4 separate regions of the Mus musculus genome follow, and all the other regions are linked to region 2. The links are chromatin contacts, called in public Hi-C and HiChIP or PLAC-seq maps. All regions are on one chromosome and are shown on one strand. Each heading gives the region's core, a stretch centred on a gene start, on an enhancer-like site or on the middle of the called end of the contact. The rest is flanking DNA. Distances are from core to core; before and after follow the strand shown. Region 1 overlaps 5430437J10Rik (RIKEN cDNA 5430437J10 gene). Region 2 has its middle 12 kb from the start of Gm41259. Region 3 has its middle 81 kb from the start of Gm41257. Region 4 has its middle 82 kb from the start of 5430437J10Rik.

The links. A called contact is a pair of places that touch in the nucleus more often than the background predicts. HiChIP or PLAC-seq counts read pairs in DNA pulled down with a chosen protein or histone mark.
Region 1: a Hi-C map of adipose-derived mesenchymal stem cells shows a contact between it and region 2, with 2.4 times the contacts expected there. The contact joins two enhancer-like sites. A contact is called at or near these places in 3 of 484 Hi-C or Micro-C datasets (CD4 T cells, adipose-derived mesenchymal stem cells and cortical neurons) and 4 of 115 datasets of contacts at active chromatin or transcription factors (the NIH/3T3 cell line, bone marrow-derived macrophages, embryonic fibroblasts and 1 more).
Region 3: a Hi-C map of bone marrow-derived macrophages shows a contact between it and region 2, with 8 read pairs. The contact joins two enhancer-like sites. A contact is called at or near these places in 2 of 484 Hi-C or Micro-C datasets (bone marrow-derived macrophages and muscle stem cells) and 1 of 115 datasets of contacts at active chromatin or transcription factors (embryonic fibroblasts).
Region 4: an H3K4me3 HiChIP or PLAC-seq map of bone marrow-derived macrophages shows a contact between it and region 2, with 4 times the contacts expected there. The contact joins two enhancer-like sites. A contact is called at or near these places in 2 of 484 Hi-C or Micro-C datasets (bone marrow-derived macrophages and embryonic fibroblasts) and 2 of 115 datasets of contacts at active chromatin or transcription factors (bone marrow-derived macrophages and embryonic fibroblasts).

Annotation. Positions count from the first base shown.
Region 1 is chr15:5,538,399-5,541,098 of GRCm38.p6, reverse strand. 5430437J10Rik (RIKEN cDNA 5430437J10 gene) reads right to left here. Exons shown (of 5, transcript NR_045274.2): 2 at 1,374-1,474. Among named protein-coding and RNA genes, the nearest start is that of 5430437J10Rik, 43 kb to the right of the region's middle. Within about 2 kb of position 1,353, at least 93 of the 459 cell types and tissues checked have an H3K27ac peak or open chromatin away from gene starts, as enhancers often do. A contact at or near this core is called in the NIH/3T3 cell line, adipose-derived mesenchymal stem cells and bone marrow-derived macrophages, where this site is marked.
Region 2 is chr15:6,055,686-6,058,385 of GRCm38.p6, reverse strand. No RefSeq gene overlaps it. Among named protein-coding and RNA genes, the nearest start is that of Gm41259, 12 kb to the right of the region's middle. Within about 2 kb of position 1,360, at least 72 of the 459 cell types and tissues checked have an H3K27ac peak or open chromatin away from gene starts, as enhancers often do. A contact at or near this core is called in the NIH/3T3 cell line, adipose-derived mesenchymal stem cells and bone marrow-derived macrophages, where this site is marked.
Region 3 is chr15:5,334,674-5,337,373 of GRCm38.p6, reverse strand. No RefSeq gene overlaps it. Among named protein-coding and RNA genes, the nearest start is that of Gm41257, 81 kb to the right of the region's middle. Within about 2 kb of position 1,388, at least 7 of the 459 cell types and tissues checked have an H3K27ac peak or open chromatin away from gene starts, as enhancers often do. A contact at or near this core is called in bone marrow-derived macrophages, where this site is marked.
Region 4 is chr15:5,413,263-5,415,962 of GRCm38.p6, reverse strand. It overlaps the pseudogene Gm46496. Among named protein-coding and RNA genes, the nearest start is that of 5430437J10Rik, 82 kb to the left of the region's middle. Within about 2 kb of position 1,297, at least 78 of the 459 cell types and tissues checked have an H3K27ac peak or open chromatin away from gene starts, as enhancers often do. A contact at or near this core is called in bone marrow-derived macrophages, where this site is marked.

The DNA of each region.
Region 1 (2,700 bases), core at 104-2,603, 520 kb after region 2:
CTCCCTGCTACACAGACTGGACAGACAGGGTTTATGAAGCGATCCAGATGCTGGTGCTTGCCATTTTCCCAAAGCGACTGGAAGTCAGTTAGAGTTATCCCTACAAAGGCCACAGGCTACAAACCAGAGGACATTTTACACAGCAAAATATGGAACCAAAAGATTTACAAAAGACTCAAATGCAATCTTATCTTAAGAAATGATATCACCGTCTTCAAATATGTTCATGGAGTTCTCTCCATTTTATTCTCAGACTTACTGTAGGTCAGCTTCAATGCAAAACTTCGCCTTCCCAAGTTACTGCTTTAACAGGAAATTATGAGAATTCATTATTAATTATAAATATCTTGATATCTTCAGAATAAGTAATTATACCTACTGTAATAAAAGGAAACTAAACAAAACATTTTTTTAATCTGATCAAAAATGGTCTGCATTTAAAGGTTGCTGCCCCAATATTTAACCATCTAACCTTAATTCCTGTAGTGTTCCATATAGTAATGGAGTATACTGACCACCACAAGTTGTCCTCTAAAATATGGAACTCTCTCTCTCTCTCTCTCTCTCTCTCACACACACACACACACACACACACACACACACACATATATATATATATATATATACATATATATATATATATATATATATATACACACACACACATATATATATATACACATATGCCCCAGTAGTACAGGGGAATGCCAGGGCCAAGAAGCGAGGAGGGGGGCGGGTAATAGGGGACTTTCAGGATAGCATTTGAAATGTAAATGAAGAAAATACCTAATTAAAAAATGAAAAAATTTTTTTCAATAAAGGAAATATTTCAAGTAAGTGAGTCTGTTCACTAAATCCCAGAGAGCTAGAAAGATATATTTATATACAGAGAAAAAATTCAGCTAAATTTCACAATATTTACATAAGTTATCCTGACTATTTTATTCCATGATGAAAAGATGTGACACTTTTAGACGAAAGATGATTGTGGTGCAGTATTGCATGACACTATTCCTGAGGAAATGTTAACACATATGGACTCACCTCAAATAAGAAGTAATGACAGATCAAAGTAAGGATACCACCAAAGTCCAATTTGATGAACCAATGAGCTTAATGGAATTACTTACAGGAGTATGGGTGAAGGGTTGCATGGAGATGGAGAAAACTCATAGATAGCTGTATCAATAAAATGTTCACTCTAGCATGTGTAAACTCACCCAAGCTCAAAAATGCTAGAAAGCTGGAGGAGGGGAAGGCTCAACACATTTGATTTCAGAGAGTAATGAGTCAGCTCTGTTGGTATGAGACTCTACTAGACAGCTAACCTTGTGTAACAGTGTCTGTCAGAAGTTAACTATTGGTTGACTCACCTAGCCTGTGACCTGCTTTTCAGCAGCCTGGGGTGAAGGCAGCACTTCTTATGGAGTATCCTGAACATAGTCTTGAGTGGGCTGTGAGATGCTCACAAAGTCTGGGAAAGACAAAACAATCACATCATTGAAGAAGTCCCCCAAAGCTCCCAAGAGTCTGCCTCTTACATTGTCTTCATCTCTAAGTCAGTTATATAACCAAGTGCCTCGTGCGCCACTTCCTCATTGCTCAATGGGAAGAACGCCTGGCCACTGTGCGTTCAGATTACCATAGAGATGAATGAGGTAATGCACAGAGAGAGCACAATTTCAAAGTATTTCCTTTACCATATTTTTTTTCTGCTAAGCACTAACATTATTTGAAATTTTAGCCTTTGTTTCAATGTAGATCTATTTCCCCTGTGTTCTCCTTGTAACTAATATGTCAACCATCCTACTTGTGGTGAACACTGTTCCTTTAGTTTGTTTTTTAAATCTCTGCTGCAGAAACAACATCCTTGCTTGTTGTACAGTACCCATCATTAGAGCTGCCCCATCACTGCTCAACACTAAATACCAAAATAGGGAAAAGAAAGGCTCTTTAGCGTCATTCTACAGTTACCTAAGGAAACAGAAGAAAAGCGTTTCCCTGTATGCATGTCTTAAAGCATGGTTTCCAGACCAAATGTAATAAAAGCATAGTGGTTTGTCTTCTGAGTGCAAAAGATCCCTCCAGGCAACTTTTACCTGAAGTTTCATAAGCAAACTATATTTTCACTGTTCTTTGAGAATATTCAGAGTAATGCCTGGCTCCCAAGCCTGCCATATTTATTGAGTGAGTCAGAGCATATTAACAAATGCTGTCACAACATTCCAAACCTCCGTCCTGATAGGTTTTATTGATTAAGCAGTCATTTTCATCAAAAGCATAGACAAACCTCAAGTGTGCTTAGGGATTTATATTAGCTTACTCTCAAGGAAAATTGCTAGAGAGAAACTGTGTTGGCAGAGGCTAATTGGCTGCTTTTAACTTGAGTGATGTGCGGACGTTTGAATGTTGTAGGTACAGAGCCTAATTACAACTTACCTTGCCTATGCTTGGCTCCCTAAAGAGCTGTCTGTGTACCAGATCTAATATCCTGTGACAAGGAGCTAAATGCTTTTGGGGATACATTATCTTAACAGAACCATACTCCACACCAATCAAGAGGCTACGGCTGTTGCTCTGAGGAAGCACCTGAGGCCTGTGGCTGAGACCTCACTCTGGGCACTTTTATCTGCCTCTCTCATGTTCCCATCCATGGAGTTGAAAAAGGTCTTGATTTTACGATTTTTGTTTTGTTACTGT
Region 2 (2,700 bases), core at 111-2,610:
GACGACAACAACGGGCAATTGAATGCCTCCAACCAACAACTTAAGTTTCCCATGCCTACCACTGGGGATTCTGCTAGTCTAAAGCTGTTAGGGCCAGAATTATCACCCTGTGTGGCACACACACACACACACACACACACACACACACACACACACACCCCACAGACACACTATGTTGATAAAATCTTTCCAAAGGCTGAATTCTTGTTGGAAGTTTATGTGTAGTTATGGCCCAGATGAGTGTACTCTATTGAATATTTAAAGGTTTTTTAATAAACGTCTCCCCCTGAAGTTTTAACTTCTGAAGTGGTAAGTTATTCAGAGGACATTTTAAATGATTTTAGTCTATATGTTCTGGTTTTACAAAGTACTCTTTTCTTCTTGTTAGGTTTTGGGTTTTTAGGCTTTTGTAAAATCTCATTATACTTTGACTTAATTAATATTAATTTGTTGACATCACACATACTGTGGGATCAAATTTATATTTTGCAATCATGAGAGAGAGAGAGAGAGAGAGAGAGGGAGAGAGAGAGAGAGAGAGAGAGAGAGAGAGAGAGAGAGAGAGAGAGAGAGAGAGAGAGAAAGAATTATCTAGAACATTGGGAATTTAATTTATCCTGTGAAGTATGTTGTCCTTACCTCACTTTTTCTGTAACAGTACTAGCTTGATTTATGACCAACTTTTCTTGTTAGCCAAAATATCGAAATCTTTCTTGGATTTCTATGTTTAGAAATATACACATGCAAAAGTCATTTGCTGTCTGCCACAGAAGAAAAGACTCTGAAAAAGACTGAGCTAGCACATTATAATTCCTTCTCTTAAAGTCGGGAGTCGGTAGGAAGGGAAAGGGCGCTCAACAGATGTAGAGAAATTTGGTGAAGAAGTAGAGATAAAGACTCCTTGTGACCTGCACATCCCTAGCCTTGCTTGGACACATCAGTACAGGGGAACGCCAGGGCCAAGAAGCAGAAGTGGGTGGGTAGGGGAGCAGGGCGGAGGGAGGGTATAGGGAAATTTTGGGATAGCATTTGAAATATATCTAAAGAAAATATCTAATAAAAACAAAAGAAAAATGAAAATAGCGCCCCAGGAGCTCTGAGAAGTTCCTGATGTGTTTCCCATATCCAGCCCCCAGATAATTAGCTAATATGAAGCACTCACATGGTTCATTGGGAGTTGGCAGCACTTTGTTCGCTCTCCCCACAGCAACCCCCGCCCACCCCCCTCTGCCCTGTTGTTACTGCCACTGCTGCAGCAGCTGCTGCCTCCGAAATAGCTTGAGTCTGAAGTCAGCCTGGCTGTGGTCATATTTCTTCAGCTAGAGGATATTGTGAAAGCCTGCCACTACAGTAACAGATGAGTGTTCTGCAGGTCATGCTGGAAAACAATGAGCTAGTGACAGAGGCTCCCGCAATTGCAATCTGAGGCATTAAGCCTGTGTGAATCCTGAGTCAGGTCCCAGATCAGACTTTACATCCCTTGCTCCCTGGCACTGCGACTGGCAGGATCCACAGGTGGGCAGGTGTTTTGTTCTAAGTTAAAAAAAAAAAAAATCCCCTACACTAGGTAATCGAGCCTCCACAGGACCAAGGGCCTTTCCTGCCATTGATGCCCCACAAGGACATCCTCTGCCACATATGCACCTAGAGACATGGGTTCCCCCATGTGTACTCTGGTTGATGGTTTAGTCCCTGGGAGCTGGGGGGTGGGAGGTGGAGGAGGCTCATTGGTTGATGTCCTATGGGGTTGCAAACCCCTTTCAGCTCCTTCAGTCCTTCCCCTAACCTCCATTGGGGTCCCCGTGCTCAGTTTTGGCTGTGTGCAACCGCATCTGTATTGGCCAGACTCTGGCAGAGCCTCTCAGGAGTGCTAAGGAGGTGAGGTGGGAGTGGGTGGGTGAGCACCCTCATAGAAGCACGGGGAAGGGGATGGGAGAAGGGGTTTGCGGAGTGGAAACTGGGAAAGGGGATAACATTTGAAATGCAAATAAATAAAATATCAAATAAAAAAATAAAAGGAAAAATTATCCATTATTTTCATATTGCTGATGGATTTTATTTTTCATGAAGGTCAGGGTTCAATTTCCTAGGTCTTGAGTTTTGAGTCAAATATTGCCTCTTTATATTTCAAGATAACAAATGAAGTTGTACGAAACTTATTCAGATCTTTCTGAGTAAGAAGAAAACCAACCAAACCAAACCAACCAACCAAACAAAAAACCCTTAAAAACCCAAACCAAACCAAACCAAACCAACCAACAAACAACAACAATAAAAACAAGTAAAAAATGGAAGAAACCCCAAGGGTAGCAATTCTAGTCAGATTCAAGCTATTAACTGAAATGAATAGTAGAATCATTGCCACAGACTTGACCAGACTACATATTTTCATTTTCTTGCCACAATAGCTCAGGCAGTGATCCCAGTGTTGGCAGAATTGGCACACATGTGGCTCATATTTGGTTCGCAGATAATCCTTCTTGGTGTGTCCCCACGTGATGGAAGGAGGAAGGCTGATCTCTGGGGTCCTTATTGGCCAGAACACTGACACCCAACCCTGAGAGATTTGCCTCTTTCAGTCTCCCAAAGCCCCACTTCTTAGTGTGACTGCTTTGAAGGAAAGGATATTAATGTCGCAATTTCACACAGGTTATGAGGAGATAAAGCAGGGGAATAAAGGCACCTCACTCTTCTGGCGGG
Region 3 (2,700 bases), core at 139-2,638, 720 kb after region 2:
TCGGCCATCACTGCAAAGAGAGGCCCATTGGACTTACAAACTTTATATGCCCCAGTACAGGGGAACGCCAGGGCCAAAAAGGGGGAGTGGGTGGGTAGGGGATTGGGGGGGGGGGTGGGTATGGGGGACCTTTGGGATAGCATTGAAAATGTAAATGAGGAAAATACCTAATAAAAAATAAATAAATAATGTGTGCATCTACTAAATAGATCAAGAAATATAAAGTATAAACACATCAGAAGGCATAGGCTTAAATCTCTCTATGAATGAAATTTTCAAGTGCAATCGTCCCAGACAGCAGATGCCTGAAAGCCTTCTGAACCAGACAACTCATTGTTTGGGGGCTGCCTACTCCCTACCCTTTAAGTAGGGTGCCCAAACACCGCAGTTTGACCTGAAAAGTCCCAGCTTCTACATTTTATCCCAATTACTGCACAGTTATCACCAGTCTGAGATGATCCTGATTTGAGCACTAACACATATGTCACCCCATTCACACAGATAGACTGCCCACAGCAAGGGGGCCCGCCTGATGTTTGTCTTCCTGTAAATGTGTTACTCCTTCTTTCAACTGTGCCCCTGTTGTCACACGTTGGTGCTGTATGTGTGGTTGGACACTTACAAGTGAGTATAATGTCTGCACTTGTACACTCTACAAGTAAGCCAGAAAATTCTTCAAGTTATTAAATAGTATTACTTAGTAGGAAATAATAGTAATGATAATAAATGGGATTGACACATTGAACATCAAGGACAATATCGGGTTCTAATATTTATTAGAACTTATCATTATACCATATAACACAATGACCTCAACCTATCTATGGATAATATAGTTCCTTTAAAGTTAAAAAAAAAGTATAAAATAAAATGAAAATTTACCACCTTGACATTTAATAAAAGGGAGAAAGGCATGTTCCTTTATTACAACCATTTGGAAGAAATTCCTATGAGTCTCGGCTAGAAAATGATTTATTTGATGAACACATTAACTTTGTGGTCTTTCTTGTTCTGGGGATCATTAAGGTAAAGGCAGAGATGTTATTAGGTATTAAAATTTAAAACAAATTGTTTCACTTTGAGTTTTACCAGGTAGTTTTGCTTTTAATGTTGATAGAGTATGCTAAACAAATGTACACAGTTTAAATGTTCCAAGTTTCTTCTTAGTATTGGCAGAAAGAAGCATGCTTTATAAATAAGTCACCTTCAGCAGAAGAGAGGGAGGGGAGGGGCACAGAGACTCCGGGGGATCATTACTTAGTGAGGCATGATAAGGGACAAGTCCTGCTAGCTCCCAGGGTGATAAAAACGTAACTGCTTTATACTGTGTTGTATATCATCAGATTCCTTCCTCTTTTCCCAAGTAGTCCCCTGACTCACATATTAATATTCTGAGTCATTTCAAAACATAGCAGACAAGGGAGGAGATATTAATAATAAATGATTCTCCTCCCAAGTTCTCCACACGATGCCTGTTCTTGCACAACATCCCTTGAAGGAGGATAAGGATGCTTATCACTGTTCCTGCTCTGTGTTTAAAGACGCCACAGGGAAAGCAGAATACATTATTATATGTGGTGGCATCTCAATTCTTATCCTTCTGTGTGAAGAAAAACTGAAAGGTGATATAGAGGGAGAATTTAAACTGATCACGTAAGAGACTGGGGGTGTACTTGTGCAGTAGGGCACGTGCTGAGCTTGCAGAGGGCCAATCCTCAGCACCACAAAATGAAATAGTGATTTGGGTGTTTGAAATGAAAACTCTTTTAATACATATAATAAAGCATGCATCCCAATTCCTATCTTATAATGTTATTTGTGCACATAGTTATAATACATATATTATACACACACATTTAACATTCGTAAAATGAAATCGTCCTATACATTTAATTTTATAATATATTCCTCTCAGATTATAATACATTGTAAATAACATCCATCTACATCAGTATTTGAGACAACTGTAATAAAATTGATGTATACATGTATCCTAATGAGTAAGGATACATTCCTCATTGGGGGAAAGTTTACATAAAATCCACACATGTATATACATTTTTGAAAAATAAAGATGAGATCGGATAGAAATCCCATTAAGAGGGATGCTCTGTATGCATGAGGACCTGAGCTTATATCCCCAGAACCCACATAAAAAGTCAGACATGACGGGAACTGATGCAATCCCAGAACCTAATGGAGGGGATGTGGTAGAGACAGGAGGATACCAAGTGGTACCCAAGGAGTCAACCCAGCCTAAACAACAAGCTTCCATCTTGGTGAAATACTCTGTCTCAAGGCAGAAAAGCAGAGTGATGAAGAAAGACACCCGATATCCTGTTGTGACTTCCACATGTACCTTCCTTTGTTGACACACTGCACACTGAGGTGCACACAATACACACACGTGCACACATGCACGCACATGCACACATGAACAAATAAAGAAATCCCTAATAACAATGTAATTTGATTACCTCCACCAAAAGATTATTGAGAACCTGTAATCCAGTGAATGTATTAATAATATCATGCATGGGACACAGAGTCCTTCTATTCAAGGACCAAAAACTCAGGGAAAGTGAGAAAAGAAACCAGAAGTTGCAATTCTAACCATATTCCTGAATATGTCATGTATTCATTTTCTTTACAACTGGAGAAAAATCCATTGTGTATATATAATATGTTCTCCTTATTCAT
Region 4 (2,700 bases), core at 48-2,547, 640 kb after region 2:
AGGAAAAAGCTAACTTCGAATCTGAAAGAGAACAAGTGCTTTGCTCTGTTGAAGCTGAGAAAGAATGAACCACAGCAAACTGTTCCTGACAACAGTCTCCAAGAAAAGAATAAATAAGAAATAAGTTGGGGTGTTTTTCAACTTATTGTTTTGAGCCAATGTTTTATATTTGTTTTTCAAGCCCAAACTCAATTTCAAACGTAAACAAGTAATGTTTTTAGGAATAGGAAACATTAATTCACTTTCTTTCTGGTACACAAAGAACATTAGCCCCTATAAAAATGCCTTGGATCATTGCTTTTTCAATAAAACACTAAAAACTTGAGCCAGGCTTGACTCACATTCTCATTAGCATCCTGGGTTTATTGACCACTGTCCACATTCTTTTTAAGCTCTTTTGAATCCAGAGAGAACTTACCAGATGTTAAATGTTCAAATCAGTCACTCTAATAAAATTTCACCTAAGGAAGGCCCAACCCCACAGTTAAACCTGATAAGGCCACCCCAGAGATTCCCCAGTGATCATGAGAGCAATGAAGAGGGCAGAAAGCATAGCCTCTCCCCCCATCCCCACCCCAAAAAATCTCCTTTCAAAAACCCTCTCATCTAAACCCATCATTTCTGGTTCTTTCTCCTTTTGCAATATAATAAAGTTAATACAAGTTTGAAGAAAAACTATGCTGAGAGAAGCAAGTAGCTTATAAAGGATCAGAAGCTGTCAACGCACATTGAAAACTGCAGAGAAGACAGGTCGCTGTGTCCATTAAAGTCATGACTTAGGTTGTCACAAGGTCCAGAAGGAGGAAATTTCCGATGATTAATAGACTCTTGGGAAAACTACTAAGAAATGAGTCCACTGAACAGGGAACAGAATGGTTAAGAACTTGAGTTTGATTATGAACTAACCAGTACCCCGGAGCTCTTGACTCTAGCTGCATATGTATCAAAAGATGGCCTAGTCGGCCATCACTGGAAAGAGAGGCCCATTGGACACACAAACTTTATATGCCCCAGTACAGGGGAACGCCAGGGCCAAAAAGGGGGAGTGGGTGGATAGGGGAGTGGGGGTGGGTGGGTATGGGGGACTTTTGGTATAGCATTGGAAATGTAAATGAGCTAAATACCTAATAAAAAATGGAAAGAAAAATAAAAAAAAAAAAAAAGAACTTGAGTTTGAGGAATGAAATATTTTAGTAGTAGCAGTAGTATTTGTAGTAGTAGCAGCAGTGGTAGTTGTAGTAGTTGTAGTAGTCGTAGTCATAGTCGTAGTCATAGTAAACAAGGAAGTCTGTACCACAACTTCCTGTGAAAGTCATAGAGACTGACACTTAAACTTTCTGTCCTCAATCCCCAAACAAGTCACTGACGTTAGAGAAACCGGTTAATAACTGCACCTGTTGGTCCTGTGGAAATTACATAAAGACCGGTCATGCTAATAAGTAACAGTGGCATTCACTGAATGTCAGCCATTTCTAAAGTACACTCAGAGGAACTATGTTAGCCCTAAACAGTTACAGGAAGGAAAACTGAATGACAGCAATATAATCCAAGGAGCAGACACATCAGCCTCACATGAGAGAGAGCTTGTTAGAACTACAAGCTCTCAAGCCCCACCTCCTTTTACTGATGTGTAATCTGCTTTCGATACTAATGATTCCTATAAATATTAAAGATTCTGAAGCACCTGAGACCACATGGTTGGGAGTAATACATGGATATGTTCAAACTTCCAGACTTCACTCTCTGACTATTGTCTTCTCTTGCCTCTTCTCATGAAAGAGTGTATCTTATGTGCCTAGTACATAATAAGTACCATCATATTTTTTTCATTATTTTTATTAGATATTTTCTTCATTTGCATTTCAAATGCTATCCCCAAAGCCCCCTATACCTTCCCCTCACTCTCCAACCAACCCACTCCTGTTTTCTGGCCCTGGCATTCCCCTGAAGTACCATCATATTTTAAGGATGCTTTGTAAATAGCTCTATATTAAAAATGAACTTTTAATAAACTGACCTTACTCTCACCAAATACAGCACAGATAGGAATATCAACATTAAAATGGAACAGAAGGACCTAAGAAATCAAATGTCATTTCTGTAGAACTTGATAGTGAGAGAAACGTTGAGTAATGTGTCTAAGGTGAACCAGGAAATTGAGGGTGTAGTAAGGGATGGGGCTTAAGCATTGTAGGTAGGGCTGTCTATTATCATGCAATTGCTGGGTTCTTATACAGAATTTTTAAAAAAGATTTTTGAATAAGTATGCAATTAGCAGATGCCCATAGTTTCATTTTTCTGTTTAAAGTGCTCTGTCAACCATGGAGGCTACTTCTAAATGTTGATGAATACAAAATATCCTTAAAATATGCTTCTTCATAGACCAATTGCTTACTGCCCAATAGATGTATTTCATGGGTGTTTACTGGCATTTGACCAGAACATTAATGTAAAATTGGTGTTGTATACAATAAACTTTGAAGGATAGTGTAACACTCCCCCCAGCACACCAAGAAATTTTCTATGCAATGTTAATCCTTACCATTCTACCCATCTTCATAGATAACCTTTTAAAGAATGACAGTGCTTTGATCTTTTATAAATAATAACATATTCTTCTCATAACTATTTGTCTTCTGATTGGTTATGCCATGTTTTACTTCCGGTCTGCTGTCTGCATATGGTAGTTCTTTTACTTGT